Regions from separate parts of the Mus musculus genome. Here region 1 is linked to region 2. The links are chromatin contacts, called in public promoter capture Hi-C maps. All regions are on one chromosome and are shown on one strand. Each heading gives the region's core, a stretch centred on a gene start, on an enhancer-like site or on the middle of the called end of the contact. The rest is flanking DNA. Distances are from core to core; before and after follow the strand shown. Region 1 overlaps Gpbp1 (GC-rich promoter binding protein 1). Region 2 has its middle 41 kb from the start of Mier3.

Region 1 (6,745 bases), core at 1,338-3,837, 290 kb after region 2:
TGGCATTTAAGAAGCAGCAAAAGTGGCATTATTACTACTGTTGCTACAAGGATTTGTCATTTTTATTTTTGACTCTCCCTGTTGCATATTTCCAGCTTAGAGAACCTTGTCCCTAAAGATCTAAGCAATTAGGCAGTTCATTCTTTCTTATTACCAAATATGGTTTACTTGATCAATAACTCATTTTTAAGAAAATAAACTCAGAAGTTATTTTGTATCTTGGGGACTGTATATAATAGATTGTGGATCATGTTTTCTTCTATATAGGATAAAGGTAATAATTACACAACCTAGGTGTAGCTCTAAATTAAGCATGTTTTCCTTCTTTGCAGATTATTAAAAGAAATGGGCTGGCAGGAAGACAGTGAAAATGATGAAACATGTGCTCCCTTAACTGAGGATGAAATGAGAGAATTCCAAGTTATTAGTGAACAGGTAAGAACATCTGAGCCTAACCAAATCACAGGGAAACATGGCTGGTGGGACAGTTTAAATTTTATTTGTTTAGAAATTTACTATCCATCACACTACATAGGCCAGAATTCCCTTTGAGACAAATCTGCAGTGACTTCTTGTGTATTCAGTATCTAGGTGAACAAAATGCTTCCAAAGTCTTGTTTTCCAAACTTTTGATTTGGTTATATGACATGAGTGACAAATTTTAATTAACTTTGTCTTTGATCCTTTGAAAAAAGAATATTTAATATACTAAACTATCTTGTTTTTGGTCTCTATCCTTTACTTTTGAGTTATTAGGAAATATTTGCTAGAGCATTATTTTTCTTAATCCATAATAGATTAAAAAATAGTTACCATATATAACTGATTTTCTATACAGAAATACTATGGTCGGTATTGTGACCTTTAGAAACATTGCCTAAATATTTTGAATGGAGTCATTCATGAAGCAGTCATAATAATTTGAGTGTAGACTTTATCCTCATTGTACTTTCAAAAATTGCATTAAAACTACATAAAATTTACTGATCCCCCCCCCCCCCCCAGTGGCTTAAATATATTTTTTGTTTGCAACTATCACCACCATCCATTTCCAACAAAAAAGTTGGGCCCTGGTTATGATAATAGGTCAAGGCACTTACCACCAAACCTGAAAACCTGACTTTGATACTCAAAATCCACATGGTGGCGTGCTGTAGGGATGGCTCAGTAGCTAAGAGCATTGGCTGTTCTTCCAGAGGAACTGAGTTCAATTCCCAGCACTTAATAATTCCAGTTCTAGGGGCTCTGGCATCCCCACACAGATATACATGCAAACAAAAGATCACATAAAAACAAATTTAAAAAAATTCACATGATGGAAGGATAGAACTGACCACAAGTGAATTACATATGTGTTGCATACACATATGACACACAGACTGATAGACACACTTTATAAAGGAAAATTTTATGGGTTACATGATGACCAAGTAGGTAAAGGTACTTGACACAAAGTCTGAAGACCTGTGTTGGATCACTAGGACCTGCTGGGTAGGAGAGAACCGAGCCCGTGTGTATTGTCCTCCATCACATGTACATTTTATAGTAGATCTATCTAGGGACTGCAGAGATGGTTCAGTGTTAAGAGCTTTTTGCAGAGGACCCATGTTCACTTCCCAGTACTCACTCTGGGTATCTTGACAATGGCCTATAGGCATGTATGCAACTCCAGTAATGGGACTCCATTGCTGCTTCTGACCTCTTCTGACCTCTTCTGGGTACTAGGCATGTCATAGTGCACAGATGTTCATGCAAGAACTCACACATGCACATTAAACAAAAATAATTTAGAAATAACAATATAAGAAAGCTTTCAGAGAGACCCTTATGCTATTTTCCCGTGGAATATACCATTTTACACTTCTTGCTAACAGTACAGGAGTTCCAGTTTCTCTTCTTCATACTTTTCTATGTGTCTTTCTCTTACAGTATAAGTGGTAACTTAGTAGTTTCAGTAAATGTCTCTCTAATGACTAGTGTCTTAGTTACTTTCCTATTGCTGTGATAAGATACTATGGCCAAGGGCACTCATGGTAGGGATAGTTTATTTGGAATTCATAGTTTTTTTCAGGGGTTTAGAGTTCATGATGAGGATGGTAGGGGATAGGGTGGCAGGTAGGCATGGTTGTCCTGGAGCAGTAACTCAGAGCTTACATCCTTACATTAAAATAGAAAGGGGTGGGGGAGGAGGGGAGGGTGGAGAAAGAAACTGAGAGTGACATGCATTTTTTTTTATTTAAACCTCAAAGCCCAGCCCCAGTGGCCCACGTTGTACTCCAACAATGCTATACTTGTTAATCCTCCCAAACGTTTCAGCAGCTGGGACCTTCAAATTTAATTGGGTACTCTCATTCAATCTACCACGATGAAATTTGATCTTTTCATGGGCTTGAATTCCATTTGTGTAACTTAACTTCTTTGGGTAAATTTCTATTCAAATGATGTTTTTTTTTCCTAGCTCACTCTTCCACCCACCCCATGCTGGAGGTCATACCCAAGGCCAACCCATGTCATATCACTGCGACATCCTCCACTCCCTTCCATCTATGTGTGTGTGTGTGCCAGCAAAGGTCATTGACTCCTTTAGAACTGGAGTTAGTTATGCTTGTGAGCCACCATGTGGATAAATAACTAGAACCTCTGTCCCCTGGAAGAGCAGCCAGTGCTTTTCATTTTAACCTTTGAGTCACCTCTATCAGATTTTGTCATTGAGTTTTTTTATATGTTGTAAACATTAGGCCTTTTTATCTTGTTGACTGGGGGAAGGGATGGTGTGGCAGGATCAAGACTGGAGCCTTGTACATGCTGGGCAAAAAGCACCCTAGCTTTTGGTTGTAGCTCAGTTTATGAAAATACTTTGATTTAGTCTGATTTATTTATTTATTTAAGGTTTTTGGTGCTTGTACTTTGGATTAAACTTTTGAAGCTTTTCGTCTCTTTCAAGTTTTAGATCTTAGTGTTTAGGTTTTCTTTTTATAATAGTATACACTAAAGGTCCAACCTTACATGGGTATTAAGGGGCTTTTGGTGTTACTGTGACCGAGTGTTGACAACTTAAGGATAGGAGGCTATGGCGTGAGCAATGTGGCTATTTATTTATTTATTTATTTATTTATTTATTTATTTCTGATCTGGCCAGGCCCAGTGAGATCGATGGCTTAGCAGATAAACACAGTTGCCATCAAACCTGGTAACTTGAGTTTGACCCTTTGGTATAAGGAGAGAACCTACTAAATGCTATAAAAATTTTTTAAATAGATAAGTAGCAGGTACCCAAGCTACACTTGGGTTTCATTTCTGGGCTCTCCATTTCTTTGGTCTGTCAGTTTGAGTCTTTTTTTTTTTTTTTTAAATTAAAAAAAATAAAGACAGGCTTTAGCACTGGTTGCCTTGTAGTCTGGGAGGATGACCTTCAACTTAGGTTGGGTTTCTTGGTGTGCTGAAATAGCAGGCTTATTCTATTTACCATGCCTAGTTCATGCAGTGGTGAGGATCACTAAGCAGTGCTGGCCAGGCAAATACTCTGCATTTGTTAAGTTTTAACTACACTGTTTTTAGAACTATTTTTGTGGTAATTTTTAAAAGTCAGGAAGGTCTCATAACTTTGCTTTAAAAGATTGTTTTGTGGTCTCTTCATATTCCATGTAAATTTTATAGTGAATTTTCTTTGACTCTCTATATCTCTCTCCCCACCCCCTCCCAAGACAGGGTTTCTTTGCTGTGTCCCTGGCTGCCCTGAAATTCGCTCTGTAGACCAGACTGACCTTGAACTCAGATTCACCTGCTTCTACTCCCCAAGTGCTGGCATTGAAAGTGCATGCCACTATTGTCTGGCTTCTCTATATCTATTTTAAAAAAACCCTTTTATATTAATATATGTAAATTACAACTAGTGGTTTCATGGTGAGATTTTTATACGTGCATGTAGTAAGTTTGATCATATCCCTACCCAATCCTTACTCTTTTGTCTACCCTGCCCTGTTCTAGTAGAAGGTTGGATTCCCCCTTTCCTGCTGCCCCTTAACAAATGCCATTGTTTCAAATGGGATTTCGTTGAATCTGTAAACATTTGGGGTAATGTTTATATCTTAGCAAAGTTAAATCTTCCAAACTATGAGCATGGGATGGATGGTTTGGTGTGGGTTTGGAGTATATCAGATTTTAAACCTCTTTGTGAACTTTAATCATTGTACAAATGGAATTGACTTCTAATCAGTTTTCATTTAGTTGTTATCAGTGTTCATTCTTTTAGAAACATCTGACTTTTCTGTGCTGATTTTTATATACTGTAACCTTGTTATATTAAATCAATATTTCTTAGATGTTTTCCATTTGCCTTTGTAGTCAGTCTTTATATCCAGTCCAGGCCCTGGCATCCACTTACTCATGTGGTGTCTGTTGTACGGAAGTTAGCTCCTCTCTACAGTACATGATGCTAAGCTAGCGCTCTACAGCTAAGCTACCTCCATCTGGAACACTTGGAGTTTAAAGAAAAGTATCATCGAAAATGTACCTAGTACTCTTGCTATGGGTAGTATTCCGAAGATAGTATATTACCAAGATAATTGACTCTAACACCGTGTGATAACTGAGGCAGGTAGCTAAACCATTTTGATAATAAAATAACTAAGATACTATTTTCCCATATTGTGAATTTGAAGCTAGTAAAACATACATAGAGTCTATATTTTTGAACTAATGATAAAAGCATGTTTATGTTAAATACTATGAAACATTTGATAACTAGGTACCCGAAAAATTAAAGATATTGTTTATAAAAAGAATTAGTATTATTCCTGATAACAGAGTTGGAACTTAATGGTTCTGGGTTTAAACATTCTTTCAGCAAATATATACTGAGTGCTCAGATATGTTTAAATGTCTAGAGTTGCACTCCTTTCTCCAGTTAGTGAGAATATATAAATTCCTATGTAAATCAGGTTGTGATAATAGTTCTAAATGTTGCTGATGAGGACCAAAGAGGAGTGAGTGGGGTGATGGAGAAATGCAAAATGAAGACCTTCTTGAGTGCCTATTATCATTACAGACTGTTAAGAAAAATGTTCCCTCTTTCAGAATTCTTCCCCTGTAGTGGTTAATGTGGACATAGTTCCACTTGCAATGACTTAGCAATATTTAAGAAGTTAGATTTGAATTGGCTTTTGACAGATAAGATAAAAGATGAATGATATTGCCGGAGCAAGATGTAAATTAGGCAAAAAAGTTAGAAAATATATTTTTGTTGGGCTCAAAGTATCAGAAAGAGAATTGGGTGGAAAGCTTTTAAAGGTTCTTAACAACGATTGTTAACTAGCTCATAATTTACACTAGGTGCCATGCTAAGTGTTTCCTAACAGTGCTTCTGTAAGTTATTGTTATGGTGTAGATACTATTATTATTACTGCTGGATAGAAGACTACAGCTTGTAAGTTTATGAGAAAAGCAATTAGAATTTGAACTCAAGTTTGGCTGACTTATTTGGTTTACTTAACCCGTAATAAGAATATGAAGGACTTGGAATGTCATATCAGGATATGATGAATTGGGAATATGTTGTAGCAATTTGCAGGATTACAGCTTGTACTGGAGAAATGTTAGGTAACGTGGTTTTGAGAATATAAAATACCTGAGTTACAAGCATCAGGATTTTGGAATTCCTAAATGTAATGAAAGTGTCATGTTTAAGGAGCTATTTTAAGAAAATGCTTTAAAATGTTAGATTTTTCTGGGGGATGTATAAGCTTATAGAAAATATAAGGAATAAAAGACTTGGAGCTCAGGGGATGGGTTACTTGGTAAAGTGATTGCTGTGCAAGCACAAAGAGCCACTCTCTACCATTTTGAACACATCCATTTCTAATGTCCCTAGCCACCATACTTATAAATATGTCTGGTCCCTCTCTGAAAAATGTTTCTTCTCTATTTAAAGTTCTACTCTTACGTCACACAATTTATGAGCCAATATCATCTTATCTGCCACAAACATCACACAAAATCATCTGTCAAGAATGCCAATGAAAACAAAATCTGTATGTGTATACTGGTACACACCTGTGTACAGTTGTGTGTGTGTGTGTGTCAATGCATTTGGGGGGGGTGGTAAATGTCCATGTCAGTTATCTTCCTCAGTTAGTCTCCACATGATTCAGTCATTGAATGTGAGGCCTATTACTAAACTGGAAGTTCTGCCTGTAACATGTGGGTGGCAAAAGAATGAAGACTGAATTTAATGCCAGCCTGAACTACCAAGTCATCTATAGCTGAAAGGATTATATCAAGACACTATCAGTTTGCAGGATTACAGCTTGTACTGGAGAGATGTTAGGTAACATGGTTTTGAGAATATAAAATACCTGAGTTACAAGCATCAGGATTTTGGAATTCCTAAATGTAATGAAAGTGTCATGTTTAAGGAGCTATTTTGGAGACAGGGTTTCTCTGAGTAGCCCTGACTGTTTTGGAACTTACTCTGTAGACCAGGCTGGCCTCGAACTTAGAAATCCGCCTGCCTCTGCCTCCCAAGTGCTGGGATTAAAGGCGTGCGCCACCACTTTTTGTTACTTTAGGTCATGGAAATGAAGAGATCAGCATACAGTTACTGTTATTATTTACATATTAGCATACAGTTATTGTTTAGTAGCACGTCAAAGTATATTTATCATAATGTTTATGTAATACAACAAAAACTTGGAAAGGTTTAAAACTTTAGTGTAACAGTTTTGAGTCACATCTACCCTTTGTATTT
Region 2 (6,440 bases), core at 3,743-6,242:
GTTTTCCAATTATATAAATCAGAAGAGGAAAAAGGCCAGTATTGTAAAGGAATGAGATCATTAGGTCCTGGCGCTGGCCCTCCCACATGTGCTCTAAGTGGCAAGGCAACTGTTGAATCCGGCCCCCCTTCCTCCCCGGGGCTTCGGCCTCGGCGGCTCCGAGTCGCCCCCCCCCCCCCCCCGGTCCCTGAGCCCCTCTCGCTATTGGTCCCTGTGGTGGGGCGGCTGCAGGTGGCTGCTGGGGCAGGGGTAAGGGGGAGGTTGGGAGTCCATCCAGAGGAGGTCGTCAATCTCTGGATAAATCTTGGGGGGTGCTGACGGGCCGGACTTTCCGGCTGCATCAGACTGGGCAACCGCGACCGTCAGTTTCGAAGAATTTGGGGTCCAAGGCTTGACCCACGGAGGTGGGAATTGGACGAGATTCTGCCAGGTCACAATGTAGGGGATCTGATCAGGGTGACCCCCTTCCTCCTGAAAAACAATTCGCCTGATGGCGGCGATTAGTGACAAGTCAAAAGCACCTTCTGGTGGCCAGCCCACTCCAAACGTCGGCCACTCGGAGGCGCAAAAGGTCTGCCACGGACCCTTTCTGACCTCCACCGACTGGTTGTGGGTTCTGACCTGCACCTCCTTCCAATGCTCCAGAGTTAGAGAAAGGGGAGTGGACACAGATTGTCCCATTTCTAGAATAATAGTAGACACAACAAGAGCGAACACGAGACTAAGACAAAAAAGAAACCAAAAACGGCGGCTACTTTGCGTCGACCACAAGCAACTCAAAGAATCAGATGGCCTTTCCAAGGCCGGCCGATTGAGACCCTCTGCACGAGGTGGGACTCGAACCCACGATCCCATAACAAAACACGAGGTGGGACTCGAACCCACGGTCTCGCAACAAGGCGCGAGGTGGGACTCGAACCCACGATCTCGCGATAAAACACGAGGTGGGACTCGAACCCACGATCTCGCAACAAGGCACGAGGTGGGACTCGAACCCACGATCTCGCAACCCCAGATGGTCTCTTGGCCTCCAAAGGGGTCCACCAGGCGTCCCTGGTCCTCCCCTGTTCCTCCTGGGACGTCTCCCAGGGCGAACGGACGGTGGACACCTGGACACGTCTATCCTTATCCACCCCGCGTTCCCTCTCGGAGCGCGGTCTCACTGAGCGTCCGCAAAACCGAAACTGCGATCGCACCAAACTTAGAAACAGAACACAGACACCAGACCAAGACAGAACAAAGAATCTTACCTTTAAGTGGGTCTAGGACCTCTGGGTGGTCGCGCTGATCCCGGACGAGCCCCCAAATGAAAGACCCCCGAAGGGAGACCCTCACTCAAGCCTCGGGACAGCCGCGGACCCAAGAAGACACTGAGACCGTACTCAAAATGTAGAGGGCAAGATTTAATAAAGTAACAGCAAGAAAGCACATAGACCAGAGCTCTGGGGTCGAAACTCATGCACCTAGTATGGTGTAGAGGAGAATCAACCTCGAGCCAAATTTTTCACAGGCTTATATAGGAAAAACTCAAGGGGGGAGAGCGGGGCAGGGAAAGTACAAGTTTGCATAACTAAGGGGTTCTGCCAAGGGACAAGGGGTTCTGCCAAGGGAATTCTACGTAACTAAGGGGTCATGTCCTATTATTTGGCAATGTACCCGGTTCATTCTGAGGTTGTTCCAGGAGGCCCTTATCTCAAAAATGTTCTTGGAACAGTCTTTAGTTGGGAGGGTTCGAACTCTAGGGTGAGGAGTTCAGGAATGCATTCTGGGGTGAAGAGTTCAGGAGTGTTCTGGGAACAATCTCTAGATGGGAGGGGTCGGGCTCTGGGGTGAGGAAGAGTTCAGTAATTTTTTATCTTTATTCTTCACATCCTATCTTGTCCTAACTGTGCTCTACGCCAGTAGCAGATATATGCTGTAGACTAACGGGAAAGCTGATGGTGATGTCATAATCCTGGATGCCCCTCCCCTAATCCTGGCAGCTCAGCAGGTTCCAGATTGACCCTTTCTTTCCAAACAGGCTATCTCATCTGGTTGTCCACTCTTTCAGCTTTTCTCTGACTCCACTGCCCTCTGGCAGTTTCTTTCCCTCTCACCTCCTTCGGGAAATTCCCAGTCATGCTCAGTCACCAGGACTGAGCTTTTGTGTTCTCTTCTCCAGTACTCCTTGATCCCCAGGTACTTCCACCTCCACCAGGAACCTCTCCAGTTTCACAGACAGCTGTGAAACCCTTGAGAAATGAGAGAGCAGAGAGCCCCCTTCTGTTTCCCCATTTCAGCCATTTTTTGTTTCTCAGTTCCCTTCATTTCCACCTGCAATATTTTCAACTACTTAGCCAGTCTTTCAACCTTTTTGAAACAAAATATACAAAAAAGAAACAGAAAATCCCCTCTAAGAGCAAAGCAAGGGGTATCCCAGTGATACAAGTCAAAAGAATTTTTTCCACTTGAAAAAAATAAAAACATTTCTTTGTCACCTGCCATTTCCTCTACATTTAAAATCAAATTTCTCGTTTTTTCCTTCTTGTGCCCAATAGGAGCCACTTGTAGCTGGTCTTGGCTACTTTGTGGGTTCTTCTTTTTCCTACCCTTTATTCTGTGCCCTAGTTTCACCCCTAAGAAGGATAGAGAGAAAGAGAGAAGACAGAGAGATCCTGGAATCTAATCTCTTTTCTATTATTTCTTCTTTGACCATATCTACTAACAAACTGTAACCAACCTCTCTAAATGACCAATGACTACACACCATGCCTCTTGGGGGCCTGTCTTAGGGTTTATTGTTATAAACAGACACCATGACCAAGACAACTCTTATAAAAGACAACACTTAATTGAGGATGGCTTACAGGTTCAGAGGCTCTGTCCATTATCATCAATTTGGAGCATGGCAGCTTCCAGCCAGGCATGGTGCAGAAGGAGCTGAGAGTTCATCTTCATCCAAAGAAAGTCAGGAGCAGATTGTCTTCCAAGTGGCTAAAAGAAGGTCTCAAAACCCACTTTGTGTCACAGTTCCTCCAACAAGGTCATACTTCCTAATTGTGCATATTCAAACCACCACAAGGCCCTCACATTTATATACCCTCAGAAAAGTTCCCAGAATTCCAAATGTCACACAATCGCAGAAACTATCTGCAGCTGGCAAAACCAGGCTTTTGCTAGAGCATGAGGCAAATCATGATCAGCTGATTCTGACAGGTCAAAGCAAGCCTGGAATTAAAACAAAAACACATTCTTTTTGGGTTGTTGTTTTTAGATTTATTATTTTTTTATTTCATGTATGTGAGTACACTTTCACTGTCTTCAGACATACCAGAAGAGGGCATCGGATCCCCATTACAGATGATTATAAGCCACCATGTGGTTGCTGGGAGTTGAACTCACGGTCTCTGGAAAAGCAGTCAGTGCTTTTAACTGCTGAGCCATCTCTCCAGCCTCCAAAACACATTCTTATAATATTTCTGTGTGCGTGTTTTTTTTTTCTTTTAAAAAGAAACCAAAGTTCCAGAATCTGTCGTGTGGACACCCGACCTATTGATACACATGGGTGCTGGCCCTGTGCATTGAGTGAGTTATTAAAGTTCTTTCAAATACCATCCATGGAGAAATGGCTTCCCACCTTCCATGAGGCTAGTATTTATCCAAAACTGGATAAAATAACATCAAACACAAGATTATAGACCCATATCTCTCATAATGCATATGCAAATTTTCTTTAAATATCTTACCAAAAGAACCCAGTAATATAAAGGATAATATAACATGATCATATTAATCCAATGACAGAAAGCTTAATGGTCACTTGGGGACTGGGAATGAAAGAATACATGAGAATGGTTAAAGAAAGGTTCTAACAGGATTTTGAAAGTGATGGATACATTTACAATCTTAATTTTGATTAGTGTATAGACAAAAGATTTATCAAATTGTTCACTTTAAGTGTGTGCGGTTTATCATACACCACTATGAAATATCATATACTATACCTTAAAAAGCTCCTTAAGAAAGCATTTTGTCTGGTAATCTTGCCTTCGGCTGTTTAGGAGAATGAAGTGCAAACAGGGCATTTTGTTCTTATGTCTATATATTCACAAATCACTTTAGTTAAGAACACTCATGCAGCTACCTTGGGATTCTGTTCCCAACATCCACATGGTCGCTCACAACCATTTATCCGGTTCCAGCGGACACCGTGGACACCAGATACCCACAAGGTGCACATATATACATGCAGGTAAATCACTAATACGCATAAACTAAATCAGTGTGTGTGTGCCTCTTTGAATGGGTTCGCTCGCTCTTAGAAGCGCCTGAGGTCCAGGCTAAGGCTGGAAATTGGCCGAGAAGAGTTCAGCTGAGTGGAGCCCATGAGAGTAGGGACTAAGCAGAGGCTGAGGACAGACGTTACAAGCAGCAGGCACAACCCTGGGAAAGAAACCAGGCGGCCCACGCCCAGGGAGCGTTCCTAGAGGCCAGGATGCCATGAAGTCCAGTGACTCTTCGCGCACAACCAAGATCGTTGTACCCATGAGAGCGCAAACGCACAGCGAGAGCAGGCTGCTCCAGCTCTGCGCGCCCGGGCTGCAGGAGCCTTGCGGTGTGGGACACCCTGGGCGGAGGCCCGGAGGGCGGGACAGCGCAGCCCGGCTCCTCCCTTAACTGAGCGGGGCGAGGATTCGACGCGCCTCTTCCACGCCTTCCTCCTCGCTGCACCACAGAGCAGCCTGCAGGGTGTGTGGGGGCGATGGCGCCGCTTCGTCCCCCCCAGAATGTGAGAAGCCTCACCTACAACCCGAAGTGAGAGGACGGAATGGCAGGACCTCACGACGTCACGCAGCCCTCGCTGCTGCCAAAGCTGTTACGCCCAGCCAATGGGCTGAGGCGGGCGGGCCGCGGAGGCGGAGCCTGAAGTACTTGAAGCCCCGGGATGCCCTGGGCTGACTCGAGCAAGCCTTGGGGGGGGCCGAGCCTGAGGTGGGTGGAGCCTGGGGGCTTCCAAAGTTCTGCGGTGGGCGGGCCTAAGAGGAGGAGCCTGAGGTGGGTGGAGCCTGGGACAACCCGAGGTTTAAGGCGAAAGGAACCTGAAGTGGGTGGAGCCCAAAGTAGGCGGAGCCCTGAGGCTGAGGGTCGCCGAGGGGGTTGGGGCTATTCGGTAACGCAGATGCCCACCTTACGGGGGCGGGACCTGTGTCCCCTTTCCCAGTGTGCGCCGCGCTGCTGGGTCTCACGCGCGCGCGCTTTTTTCCTTTAGTAACTCCGCCCTTACAAGGATGCTGCAAAGGAGCAAATAGAAACTTACAAAGTGGGGGTGTGGCCTTTCCTCAACCGGGACCTAGGAGTTTGAACTTCCTCGGAAAAGTCAAGGCTTAGTCTCATTAACGCGTAGAAAAGAGCAGAAAACCATGGATTGCTCGGGGTGGGTCGCCGTGGGCTGTGACGGCTGGCGTTTGTGAGCGTGCTGCTGATCTGCAGTCTATGCAGCGGAAGACTCGGCTGAAAGTGAGACAGACACAAGCGCCTTCCCGAAGCTTCACACTACGGAGACGTGAATTCGGGTGTGGCGTTACCTTAGAAATATCAAGAGAAAGTTTCTTCCTTTTTGTTCAGAAACAACAGTTTGTTAAAAAAAAAAAATAGTTCTGGAAGTAAGAGTGATATAGTCAAAGAAGAAATTACCACTCCCGGGAGAGACTATATGACAAGGGATGTGAATTTGGCTTAAGTTTGCCTTTGAAAAGGACACGCCTATGGGAAAAAGTGTTTACGAAGATTCTTATTTGAAAACATTCAAGTAGCTATTGAATGGTTCGAGGGAAAGCTGAGCTACGTGTCTGCTTCTGATCTTTCCGTTTACAGCTTTAGTACCTCGGGCACGTTCCCTAGCATTTCCATGCCCAAGTTTCTTTGCAAAAACAAAACAAAACAAAACGCATGTTGATGACTGGCTACTTGGATGCTCATGGTTGCGGGTTAGAGAACATTGACCTCTCCCAAAGAATTGCTTCTTCTAGGGTCTCAGTTTAGCATAGCTTAGTTCATTAAGGGCAATAACCCAGGAATCATCCAGAACTTTAGTCGATTGCTGCGTAGGAAACAGAAACTTTCAGATTCTTCAACACATTGCAAAAGACCCAAAGATAAAATTATTACAGGTGACGTTGTTCTAGGAACGTTACCAAAGGTTCCCCAGGCTCTATTTTTAAACGACCATAGTAAGCCATCAAATTTCTTGTGCTTCCAGAACCAGTTGAGTCAAAAAATCAACACCTTCTGAGAGTCCAGCATCAAAAGGTGAGACTGTTTGAAAATGGCTATCAACAACCAAATGGCTTTAAACCAGAAGACATTCGTTGTATGACCTTGGGTTTAGGTGTCTACAGGAAGATTTGTCTTGTCACTGAAGGATTGATACCCAAGAAACAGAATCTATGTATCCTGGTAAA

Evidence for each region. Promoter capture Hi-C pulls out the DNA fragments that hold promoters and counts their contacts.
Region 1: a contact with region 2 is called in a promoter capture Hi-C map of liver. The contact joins two enhancer-like sites. A contact is called at or near these places in 13 of 39 promoter capture datasets (the 3T3-L1 cell line, 3T3-L1-derived adipocytes, the C10 cell line and 7 more), 10 of 484 Hi-C or Micro-C datasets (CD4 T cells, LSK cells, the N1E-115 cell line and 5 more), 14 of 115 datasets of contacts at active chromatin or transcription factors (the 230-238 cell line, T-cell acute lymphoblastic leukemia, astrocytes and 7 more) and 1 of 9 other capture datasets (embryonic stem cells).

What each region holds. Positions count from the first base shown.
Region 1 is chr13:111,427,238-111,433,982 of GRCm38.p6, reverse strand. It overlaps Gpbp1 (GC-rich promoter binding protein 1), which reads left to right. Exons shown (of 13, transcript NM_028487.5): 12 at 333-435. Among named protein-coding and RNA genes, the nearest start is that of Gpbp1, 60 kb to the left of the region's middle. Within about 2 kb of position 2,587, at least 7 of the 459 cell types and tissues checked have an H3K27ac peak or open chromatin away from gene starts, as enhancers often do. A contact at or near this core is called in liver, where this site is marked.
Region 2 is chr13:111,723,998-111,730,437 of GRCm38.p6, reverse strand. It overlaps the pseudogene Gm15488. Among named protein-coding and RNA genes, the nearest start is that of Mier3, 41 kb to the right of the region's middle. Within about 2 kb of position 4,992, at least 391 of the 459 cell types and tissues checked have an H3K27ac peak or open chromatin away from gene starts, as enhancers often do. A contact at or near this core is called in liver, where this site is marked.